Linked DNA regions of Capra hircus: region 1 is linked to region 2. The links are chromatin contacts, called in public Hi-C maps. All regions are on one chromosome and are shown on one strand. The core of a region is the stretch at or near the end of the contact, and the rest is flanking DNA. Distances in the headings are between cores, read along the strand shown. Region 1 overlaps CRYBB2 (beta-crystallin B2). Region 2 overlaps GRK3 (beta-adrenergic receptor kinase 2).

Region 1 (4,940 bases), core at 1,390-3,889, 160 kb after region 2:
GCGCCACTGCCTTCTCCCCTGCTGTGCATAGGTTGTCCTAACTGCTGCCCTCCCTGTCTGCACCCTGGCCTAAAATCCCACCCTCTGTGACTCCATCCACTATCCTCTTTAAAAATATACTTACCCATCCCCCAGGATAAGTATCCCTAGTTCTCAGCGTGGGGTGTCTGCACCCCCAGGAGATAGTTGGCTGTTTGGAGTTACAACTCGAGGGTGTTACTGACATCTACTGGACAGAGGCAAGCGACGCAGCTAAACAACTCGTAACGCACAGGGCAGTCCCACGCTCAGTCGCTCAGTCTTGTCCAACTCCTTGCGGGCCCCCAGACTCTGGCCCATCGTGCTCCTTTGCCAGTGGAATTTTCCAGGCAAGAATACCAGAATGAGGTACCATTTCCTACTCCAGGAGCTCTTCCCAACCCAGGGATGGAACCTGCATCTCCTGCATTGGCAAGCAGATTCATTACCACAGAGCCACCTGGGAAGCCCCCAGTTGGTCCTGGGACCCACATCAGGAGAGCTACAGTTCAGAGGCCTGCCCTAGACTGAAGGCAATGGTTGAATATTTTTTTTTATACTCTCTAGACTAGGGGGTCCCCAGCCTCCAGGGTCCCTGATGATCTGAGGTGGAGCTGATGTAACCATAATACAAATAAAGCACAATAAATGTAATGCACTTGAATCATCCTGAAACCATTCCCCCTTCCCCTAGTCAATGGAAAAATTGTATTCCATGAAATGAGTCCCTGACGCCAGAAAGGTTAGGGACCGTTGCTCTAGATCGAGAAGGCGGAAGGAAGGAGAACAGAAAGTTTCAAAGAGACAAACACCTTTGTTCCTGAGCAGCTAGGCACTGGGCTCTAGACTTTTCGCTTCGGAGGACCTGTCGCTGAACAAGTCACAAGCACACTGTTTTCAGATAAGAACGTTAAGGCCACAGAGCTGTGAAGAGGCAGGGCTCAGTCTCACCCTCTGATGGGTTCTGGAGTCTGTGCTTTGGAAGGACTCGTGGGGGATGGTCACCACTTCAAGGAGGAGGGGAAGGAGGGATCCTTCCCAGCTTAGGGAGCAGGACGAGCTTTGCACCCCGTTGCCTGATCTTCCTAGACTGCCGGTCTTCGCCTGGACATGACCAGTTTTAAGGAGGTTGTCTTCTTGGCCACGCCTGCTCTCTGGGCAGGGCCAGCCCATTCCTTCCTTCCCTCCTTCCTTCCTGCATCCAGTCTCTACCAAGCCTCAACTGTGTGTGGGCTCTTGAGTCCAGAGAATGCAACTCCGGCCTCCTCCCTGCTCTCAGGGGAGACTTCAGTCTAGGATGGAATGGAAATGAAGTAAGGAATCAAAGAAAGGTAAAGCCACATCACGCTCAGGCCTTCGGAAGACAGATAACGGACTTCCCCAGCAGCACAGAGACTAAGAATCTGCCTGCCAAAGCAGGGGACATGGGTTCGATCCCTGGCCTGGGAAGATCCCACAGGACATGGAGCAATTAAGCGTGTGAGCCACAGCTACTGAAACCCACGCTCAGGAGCCTGGGCTCCTCAACAAGAGAAGCCACCGCAGTAAGAAGCCCACACACCATAACAAACAGTAATCCCCGCTCACCACAAGGACAGAAAGCCCACGCAGAGCCAAAACACAGTGCAGCCAAAAAAAAATAAGTAATTGTTTAAATTAAAACAAAAACAGACTAGCTCTCAAAGGTATTGTCATGATTAGGGTCTTTATCCAAAGGGCGACAGGGGACCACGGCAGGTTTAAGCAGGACAGTGTCACGATTGGGTCTGCATTTTTTGAGTGGATTCCCTCTGACTGCTGTGTGGAGATGGGGCTGACCAGGCAAAAGGAACGCAGAGGGACCTGTGAGGAGGCTGTTGGGATTGTGTGAACAGGAGACGATGCGCTTGGATCGGGGAATTAGTGAGTAGTGGGTGCATCTAACAGAAATTCAAGAGGTCAAACGGTGATGGAAATTCAGGAAACCAACCCTGGGACATCACATACCTGTTTCGTTTCCAGCATCTCCTCAGGGCAGCTCTGCCAAAGCTTCCTGATGCCCAGGTCCGAAGCCCATCAACGCCCCGCTTCTCGACGGGACCAAACGTTTGCTTTTAGGAGGACATTGCTGCGGCTCTGAGGTGGGCCTGCCCTCCAACCCAGGTTCCCGGCACGGTCTGTCCAGAGGAGCCGCGTGAAACGGCAGCCCAGCCCCGTCAGCCGGCATCAAAGGCCCCAGTGAGGAGGCGTGGGAAGGGCTATTTTAGGCTCCTTATTTTTAAAGCCGGGGTCAGGGCGCTCCGCCCCTTAGCATCTCCAGGACTGGAAGCTTCCATAGGCACCCCCTGACCTCCCACCGGCCCAACCCCAGAGACAGACAGGAATGGCTGCAGGGCTGCACAGTGACCATGGGCAGCCGGAAAAGGGCCCCTCAGAATGGCTGGTGAGGGGTTCGGAGCATGGAGGTTCAAAGGCAGCCAGAGTCCTGGGTTCCGACACCAGCTTTTTCACTTTCTCTTGCTTTCAACAGTGGCCTTGGGCAAGTCATTCCCTCGTCTGCGACGCTGTTGCTCCTCTGTGAAACAGGAACCACCCACGGGTTGCTATAGGTCAGAGTTAGTCACCTGACCTATAACAACCTGTAGCTGCCCTGCATGCTGTGACTGGCGGGATGTATTTCCAATCAGAGCTCGGGGGACAGGTTGCGGGGGGAGCCCTGAGGATGATGCTCTGCTGCCACCTGGTGGCTGAAAGGGGAAGTGGCTCCTGGAGGCCAGAAAGGAGAAGCCGCGCGGATTCTGTGGAGACCAGAGGATAAAGGGAGAGGTCCAGGCGGAAGGAGGGGAGGTTGGGGGACAGAGCACAGCCCCCCGTGACAGACGGACGAGGAGGGGGAGGGGAAAGACAGGGATTGAATGGGGAGATAGAGATAAAGAGAAAAAAAAAGACGGAGGGTTAACAGACAGAAAGATGGAGAAGCAGAGGCACCAGCAGAAATAAATACAGGTCCCCAGGGAGAAGAGAGGGAGAGACAGGGACTTCCCTGGTGGCCCAGTGGCTAAGACCCTATTTCCGAATGAAGTCGCATTCTGAGGTATCGGGGTTAGGACTTCAACATATGAACTTTGAGGGGGGAAACAGTTCAACTCATAATCACCACCATGATTCACACCATAATCACCACCACCAACAGCTACTTCCATCCCCCCGGAGAGGAATCTGCCTGCCGGCTGGGGCTGTCTGCCTTCCTTTGTAGCCCCTACTCTGCCCATTCCGGGAACAAAACAGGTACTCGGTGACTGTCGGCTGAAGAATGAATGAACAAATCGAAGCTGGCAACATTTATTAGTTCCCACCTTCATGGTAATTAATCTCTTTAGCTCTCATTCAATAGGGTTTCCCATTTTTCTAGATTTGAGGAAATGATTTTATATGGAGATATTAAGGGGCAAGCTTATCTAACATGTCCTTGAAGAAGGATGGTTTAGGGCAAAGGGTAGGCCAGGACTGAGCACGCACACACACATATGCACACGCACACTGCAAGATTTATTACATAGCAATGGTTATTAACATAATACGGTAAGAATACAGAGACACACAAACAGAATAGGAACAGGAGGAAAAGAGCCCATAAATAGACCCCCTGTATATGTGACCATTTACTATGGGACAAAGAGGCAAGTTTGCACCACAGTGAGGGGGAAATGGACTTCTCAATAAATTACTCCAGGACAACAGTGATCCAAAGTGGGGGGGGAAAAGAAATCAAAAGTGAAAAATTAGGTCCCTGCCACATACTATACACAAAAATCAACTCCAGGACAACTGAGAGCTTAAATGGGAAAACTTTAAAAGTTTAAAACCTGTAGGGAAAAAGTTTGGAGAATATATTCATGACAAATGGGGCAAGAACTTCTTAAAGAAGACATAGCAGACATGGCAGATACAAACCATAAAGGCGCAGAGTGATGTTAAATCACATCAAAATTTAAAACTACATCAAAAGACAGCACAGCCAAAGGAAAAAGCAGCTGCTCTCCGGGAGCGGGTATTCATACTACAGAAGACCAACCAGTGTTTAACATTTATATACCGAACACCTGGGTTATCTCACCATTCTTGCTATTACCCTGTTAGGGAGACACTACTTTTTCCCTATTTTTCCCAATAGGAAGGCTCTGAGGTCCCCTGGCTGGGCAGGGCTCCAGAACAGCCAATTGAATCCAGACTCATAAGATGCAGGAACCCAGCCCCCAGTTGCTACACTAAAGGACCACCCCAACCAAGGCATGAACAAGGGACCACGGAACTCACAAGCACAGAGACAGGTCTTCGTGACCTCTCTCCCGGATGGGGGTGGGCATTAGAGAGCTTGGGGCTCCTCTGGGCAGATTTAAATAAACTCCCAGGTTCAAGGTGATAAGGCAATTCTGTGTGAATGGCAGGCAGTAGGTACCTTTTTAGGGTCTGGAGCAACCATCACATGCCCCTGAATGACTGTACTTGGCAACCACACAAGGACCACTCAGAGGTCAGCCAGGCCAGTCACTGGGGGGGCCAAAGGGGGTTGTAAGTCAGGTGAAGAAGTAGAGGCTCAGAGAGGCTGGACAATGTGCCCCAGGTCACAGAGCTAAGCAGCTGCAGAGCGAGAAGTCTCAGTGAGGTTGTCCCACCCCTCACCCAGTCACTTTCTGGTTCTCTCGTCATTCTGTCGGCCTTACACACACACGCATGCAAGCACACAGCACCCTGGCCTCCACAGGCGATAAAAAGACGCTGCCTCGGATAAGTTGCAAGTCACACTTTATTCACTCTCCAGGATGTCTGGTGGGATGCTGGGCAGAGGCCAGCCCCTGGGAAGGAGGCGAGGGAGGGGCACTAGCTGGAGGGGTGGAAGGCGCCCCGCTGGTGCCACTGCATGTCCCGGATGCGGCGCACGG
Region 2 (5,106 bases), core at 667-3,166:
AGACGCCATGTCTAGCCGCCACCATTCTCATCTCTTGTTATCCATCCATCCCATCCCCACTACCATCCTCTGGATGTCTTCCTGTTGGCCTAGACTCCCCTCCACAGGGGTCACATCAACTGTGATGCTTTAACCAAGCCTGATCAAGGACGTCACAGAGGAAGGAGCACCTTCCAACTCAGTCCTGCAGACCTGAACCGTGACCAAGGAGATGGAATTCACTTTTTCAGCCACAAATACATTGTTGGCCTAGAATTAACGACTGGACCCATCCTTGGATCTTATAAAAACAGGAATATATGCCAGACTGTTCCTAGTCTATATGTGTGGACATTATTATAGACAGAATAACAACATTAGACAGAAATCAATAAACAAAGAAAGCCCTGAACCAAGGCTCTGCCATATTTCACAACCGACTTTCATATCTTGAGTTCATGCGCAATGGGTTTGCTGTTGTGCAGTTTTTTTTAAATTACCTCATGATTCTGTAACTGTGGCTTCTGACCTCTGACTGTTCCCCCCACAACCAGAGGAGACCTGAGTGAAGAGAGCGTGTTTGGATGCACTCACCGCACACGCAGGGACCCCCGCCGGCCGGGGAAACGTCTTGGGTGGAAAGCAGTTTTCTCTGGTCTGCTTTGCAGAAACTCTCTAATTAGGTCAGCTAGTCTGATTACAGGAATTAAGGCCCTCCAGGCTCCACAAACACAATAATTCAATTAAGGACCAACAGGACCTGAGTCTCTGAGCAGTAATACAATTTCAGTTCCCAAGTGAGGCAGAGAGCAGAGAACAACTAGATTACCCGAGTCCTGGGGAAGCAGCCAGGGTGCCTGGAACCTAGTCTAGGGGGAAGACAGGGAACTCAGCCTCTTTCCAGATTGTGTTAAAAACATCTTATGGAAAAACATGAACAAACTTTTTGGCCAGCCCGATATAAGAAGAACATGCTGTGATGCTCAGTAAGGCTTTCCGGAAAAATCGTGGCCAGTTAAACAAACTACCAGGCCTGTGTGTTCATAGGGGAAATGTAACAGGGAGAATCCTGACCAGGAACTTTTAGTATAAATTGCTTTTTTGTGGTACCTCTATGAATGGAGAATAATCAAAAACACATCTAAACACTTACACTTTCTGTTAAAATTGACTCAAGACTCTTAAAACTAATGGAATATTAACATAATTTGTAAATGTTCAATGTGAGAACATATCTCGAGAGTGCTTTCATTCCATCCTCTTTCCACTGTATTTCATCTCTGGCAGTTTACACCAAAGGGACAAGTATAACACAAGTGAACACAGAACTGCACAATTTTATCTTTATGTTTTTAAAAACTGCAAATTTCAGCATATTCACAAACAAATGTGCACTTTTAACACAGGTTCACTTTGGGTCTTCACCCTCTTGTGTAAGAAATGCTTTGAGCTCACAAGACAATCATGAGTAATTCATTTCTAGGGAAAAGGAATTCTACTACCCTCTTCAATTATCTATATTTAAAAATAGCACTCATTCCCCAAATAAGGCTTAACAATGGAAATAGTCCAACACGGTCTTATGTTACATTTAAACGTGCTGGAATTTCTTCCTGGAGTGGGACAAAAATACCCAAAGCTTACGGGAAGGAAACACATTTTTACGGGCAGAAAGAGCTGTGAGCACTGCCTGGATCACTGTGTGGCTTAAAGATCACTATCTGATCTATACAGATACTAGCACCTAATGATGTGTAAACATTTCTTATCCATGGTGATGGACTGAAGGGACACATGTCACTCACCCTCTCAGAAGCTTGAAAAGCATGCAGCCCAGGGAGAACCAGTCGGCACTGCTGTCGTAGGCGGTCCCCTTCTGCAGAACTTCGGGCGCCATGTACCCGTGGGTGCCACTGGGGAGAAGAAGGGCGCGTGCAGTCAACAGCATGTTCCCGCTCACAGACTATCCCCAGCTCGCCCAGAGGCCAGGGCGCCATTCATCAAATAGAAGCAAGGCCAAACAAGGAGGAGGGGACACCAGCACTTCCATTAAGTATGGCTTGGTGAACACTCATTAGGAAAACGATCTTTCCTTCATTAAAATAGGAATGAATATTAATAAATTACCATATGAGATAACCGTGAGCCATGTGCATGCTCTGGGCATGCTCTATGGTCTGGGAGGTGAGATCTGAATCTTGTGAGCCTTCCCCACTACAGCAAGGGGGAGCCAAGGGTCTCTTGCCCACTGGAGAGCTTTTGTGTGGAGATGTGTGGGGCTGGGGAGGTGGTTATGAACGGGTGACCACACCGCAGTGTTCCGGACCTGGAAGCGATGGGGACAGGTTAGTGCCCGTCCCCATCTGCGAGGACAGGTGACCAAACTGCAACACTCTGGACCTGGAAGTGATGGTATCGGGCACTCCTGTGAGGCGCCACCCCCCATGCTGAGGACTGGGGTTTGCACAGGTGTCCATGGCGGCCCCCACCCTCCACAGTCACGGTGGTCCCCAAGTGGTGGTGGGGAAGCTGACAGGTATGGAGACAGAGAAGTCCCAGGTCTGAAGAGCTGCCGACAGGTCAAAGGACCCAGCTCAGCAAACGTGCAGATGGCTTGCGGGAAGCTGAGGAAAACCACCTGGGAGGATAGCTGTTTACATATAATATGTTCTATCTGCAACTCAAAATCCTCTCCTGTCCTACAATGTGAGCACACACCATTCCAAGAGTGAGAGAAGGCTCATGGGAAACTTTCAGAGGCGTTGGCTCAAAAGCACTCCCCAAAAGCCGTTATCTGCAGCTGCATTCCCGTCCTTCATCGATTTTCTTCAGATAGAACGGATGATGATGTGATACCTTCACCCCCACAGAACACAAGTGGGATGGGCTCAGGGCAGCACCGGCACTAGAAAAGAACCCCTTGCGTTCTTATAAGCATTTCTAACTTGCTTATGCTCAGTTTCGGTGAGAATCTGCTCAGACAAGTAACCCTGGATTGTTGATGACACGGGCTCAACACTGGGACTGGTGTCCCCTCAGCCTCATAGTTCCATCTTGAAAGACTTTTCCAAACAGTGGAAATGGGCACTGGTCCATCCACCAGAAAAGCTCTGCCCCCTGCAATCCAAAGTCTGCTGGCATGAGGTCAGTGAGTCACACTATGAGGACGTCAGAGATTTCTGTAAGGGGCATCCAAGCCATTTTCTGGCAAGCTTAATTTCAGTGTGGCCAGGAAAACCTTGGTGGCTTTATAACCTGTGATTCTTGGGATCAAAACCCAGTCCTGGGATGGGAAGACTCCGACAAGGAGACATACGCGGGGTTAGTGCACATCACGCCTCCGGGTGGACACGGCACACAACGCCGAGCACTGGGCCGCCTGCCGCATGGTTTCCAGCCCTGCCACTCGGCAGCACCCGAGGCTGCTGCGCTTCCCACGGCCGCTCTGTGCTGTCCACGCTGAAGGAACACCCGAGCGTTTGAAGGCACGGTGACTAGAGGCCGAGAGCTGTGCTCTTGAAGAAACTCAGCTGGGACTCAGGGAGTCAGGACGATCCGCTAGATTCCACAAACAAGCTTCCCTGTGTGGTCTGGTGGCTGCTCCACGGTTCACTTTTAGTTTCTGAGAACCCAATTCCATCATTAAAAGGACGGAGTCGGGGTCAAGATGGGGAACCGACCACGACGCTGCTCTGCCAGCATCAGATGGAGTCCTGGGATCACACCTACCGCTTTGAAAAGACCAGAGAAGCCCAGTCGAGGGTGAGAGTCTGGCCACAAGTCTTTAATCTAGTACCAGGTCCATCCTCTCAAAGCCTCATGGAGTTCAAATGAGTGTGGGGAGCTCGAGCCTTAGAGCTGGACAGAACTGGATTTTAATTCAAGCCCCACGATCTGCCAGGCCTGTGACTTTGCTCAAGTTCCTTAGTTTCTTGGAACCTCAGATTCTACCCCATAAAAAGTCGATGATTATATCCATGCCCTATGCAGGCTTCTAAAGAGCCTCTTGATGGAAGTCTTGAAAGAGGAGAGTGAAAAAGTTGGCTTAAAACTCAACACTCAAAAAACAAAGATCATAGCATCTGGTCCCATTACTTTATGGCAAATAGGTAGGGAAACAATGGAAACAGTGAGAGACTTTGTTTTCTTGGGCTCCAAAATCACTGCAGATGGTGACTGCAGCTACAAAATTAAAAGACGCTTGCTCCTTGGAAGAAAAGCTATGACAAACCTAGACAGCATATAAAAAGCAGAGACATGACTTTGCCAACTAAGATCTGTATAGTCAAAGCTATGGTTTTTTCAATAGTCACATATGTATGTGAGAGCTGGACCACAAAGAAAGCTGAGCGCCAAAGAATTGATGCTTTTGAACTGTGGTGTTGGAGAAGACTCTTGGGAGTCTCTTGGACTCCAAGGAGATCCAACCAGTTCATACTAAAGGAAATCCTGAATATTCATTGGAAGGACTGATGCTGAAGCCGAGGCTCCAATATTTTGGCCACCTGATGTGAAGAACTTACTCATTGGAAAAGATCCTGATGCTGGGAAAGATTGCAGGCAGGAGGAGAAGAGGGTGGCAGAGGATGAGATGGTTGGATGGCATCACTGATTTGACTGACATGAGTTTGAGCAAGCTCTGGAAGTTGGGGATGGACAGGGAAGCCTGGCGTGCTGCAGTCCGTGGGGTTGCAGAGTTGGACACGACTGAGCGACTGAACTGAACAGAACTGAATGAAGACACTAATAACAACACATTCAGGCCACCAGCCACGTGTTCCTGGGACAGCCAGTGTTCCACTCACAGCATGAGTGCTGTCCCCACACCAGTCACTTCCTGGACAGTCCCCTAGGCGGCTATTCTGAGAGGTCAAGGAGCCTGTCTGCCTCAGCCCCGCAGCAGCGCTAGCACCTGGCACACAGCCAGCATCAACTAGACCCTCCCTGCGTGAAGGAGGTGACTACACCCCACAGCTGTCGCATGCAGTGAGCAGCACTGTGATGGCATCTTTGCAGAAGAGAAAAATGAGGCTGGTGCCACGTGGAAGGATTCAAACCCACATCTGTCTCCAAAGCCTCTGTTCTCCGCCTCCTCCACCTAAAAACATACTTCTTCATTGAGCGTTT

The links. Hi-C and Micro-C count contacts between places; a contact is called where the count stands out from the background.
Region 1: a Hi-C map of liver shows a contact between it and region 2, with 4 times the contacts expected there. The contact joins two enhancer-like sites. A contact is called at or near these places in 2 of 5 Hi-C or Micro-C datasets (blood and liver).

Annotation. Positions count from the first base shown.
Region 1 is chr17:5,757,137-5,762,076 of ARS1.2, forward strand. It overlaps CRYBB2 (beta-crystallin B2), which reads right to left. Exons shown (of 6, transcript XM_005691604.2): 6 at 4,788-4,940. The coding sequence ends at 4,879. Among named protein-coding and RNA genes, the nearest start is that of CRYBB2, 13 kb to the right of the region's middle. Within about 2 kb of position 2,640, at least 2 of the 5 cell types and tissues checked have an H3K27ac peak or open chromatin away from gene starts, as enhancers often do.
Region 2 is chr17:5,597,320-5,602,425 of ARS1.2, forward strand. GRK3 (beta-adrenergic receptor kinase 2) reads right to left here. Exons shown (of 21, transcript XM_018061071.1): 13 at 1,785-1,892. Among named protein-coding and RNA genes, the nearest start is that of MYO18B, 29 kb to the left of the region's middle. Within about 2 kb of position 1,917, at least 1 of the 5 cell types and tissues checked has an H3K27ac peak or open chromatin away from gene starts, as enhancers often do.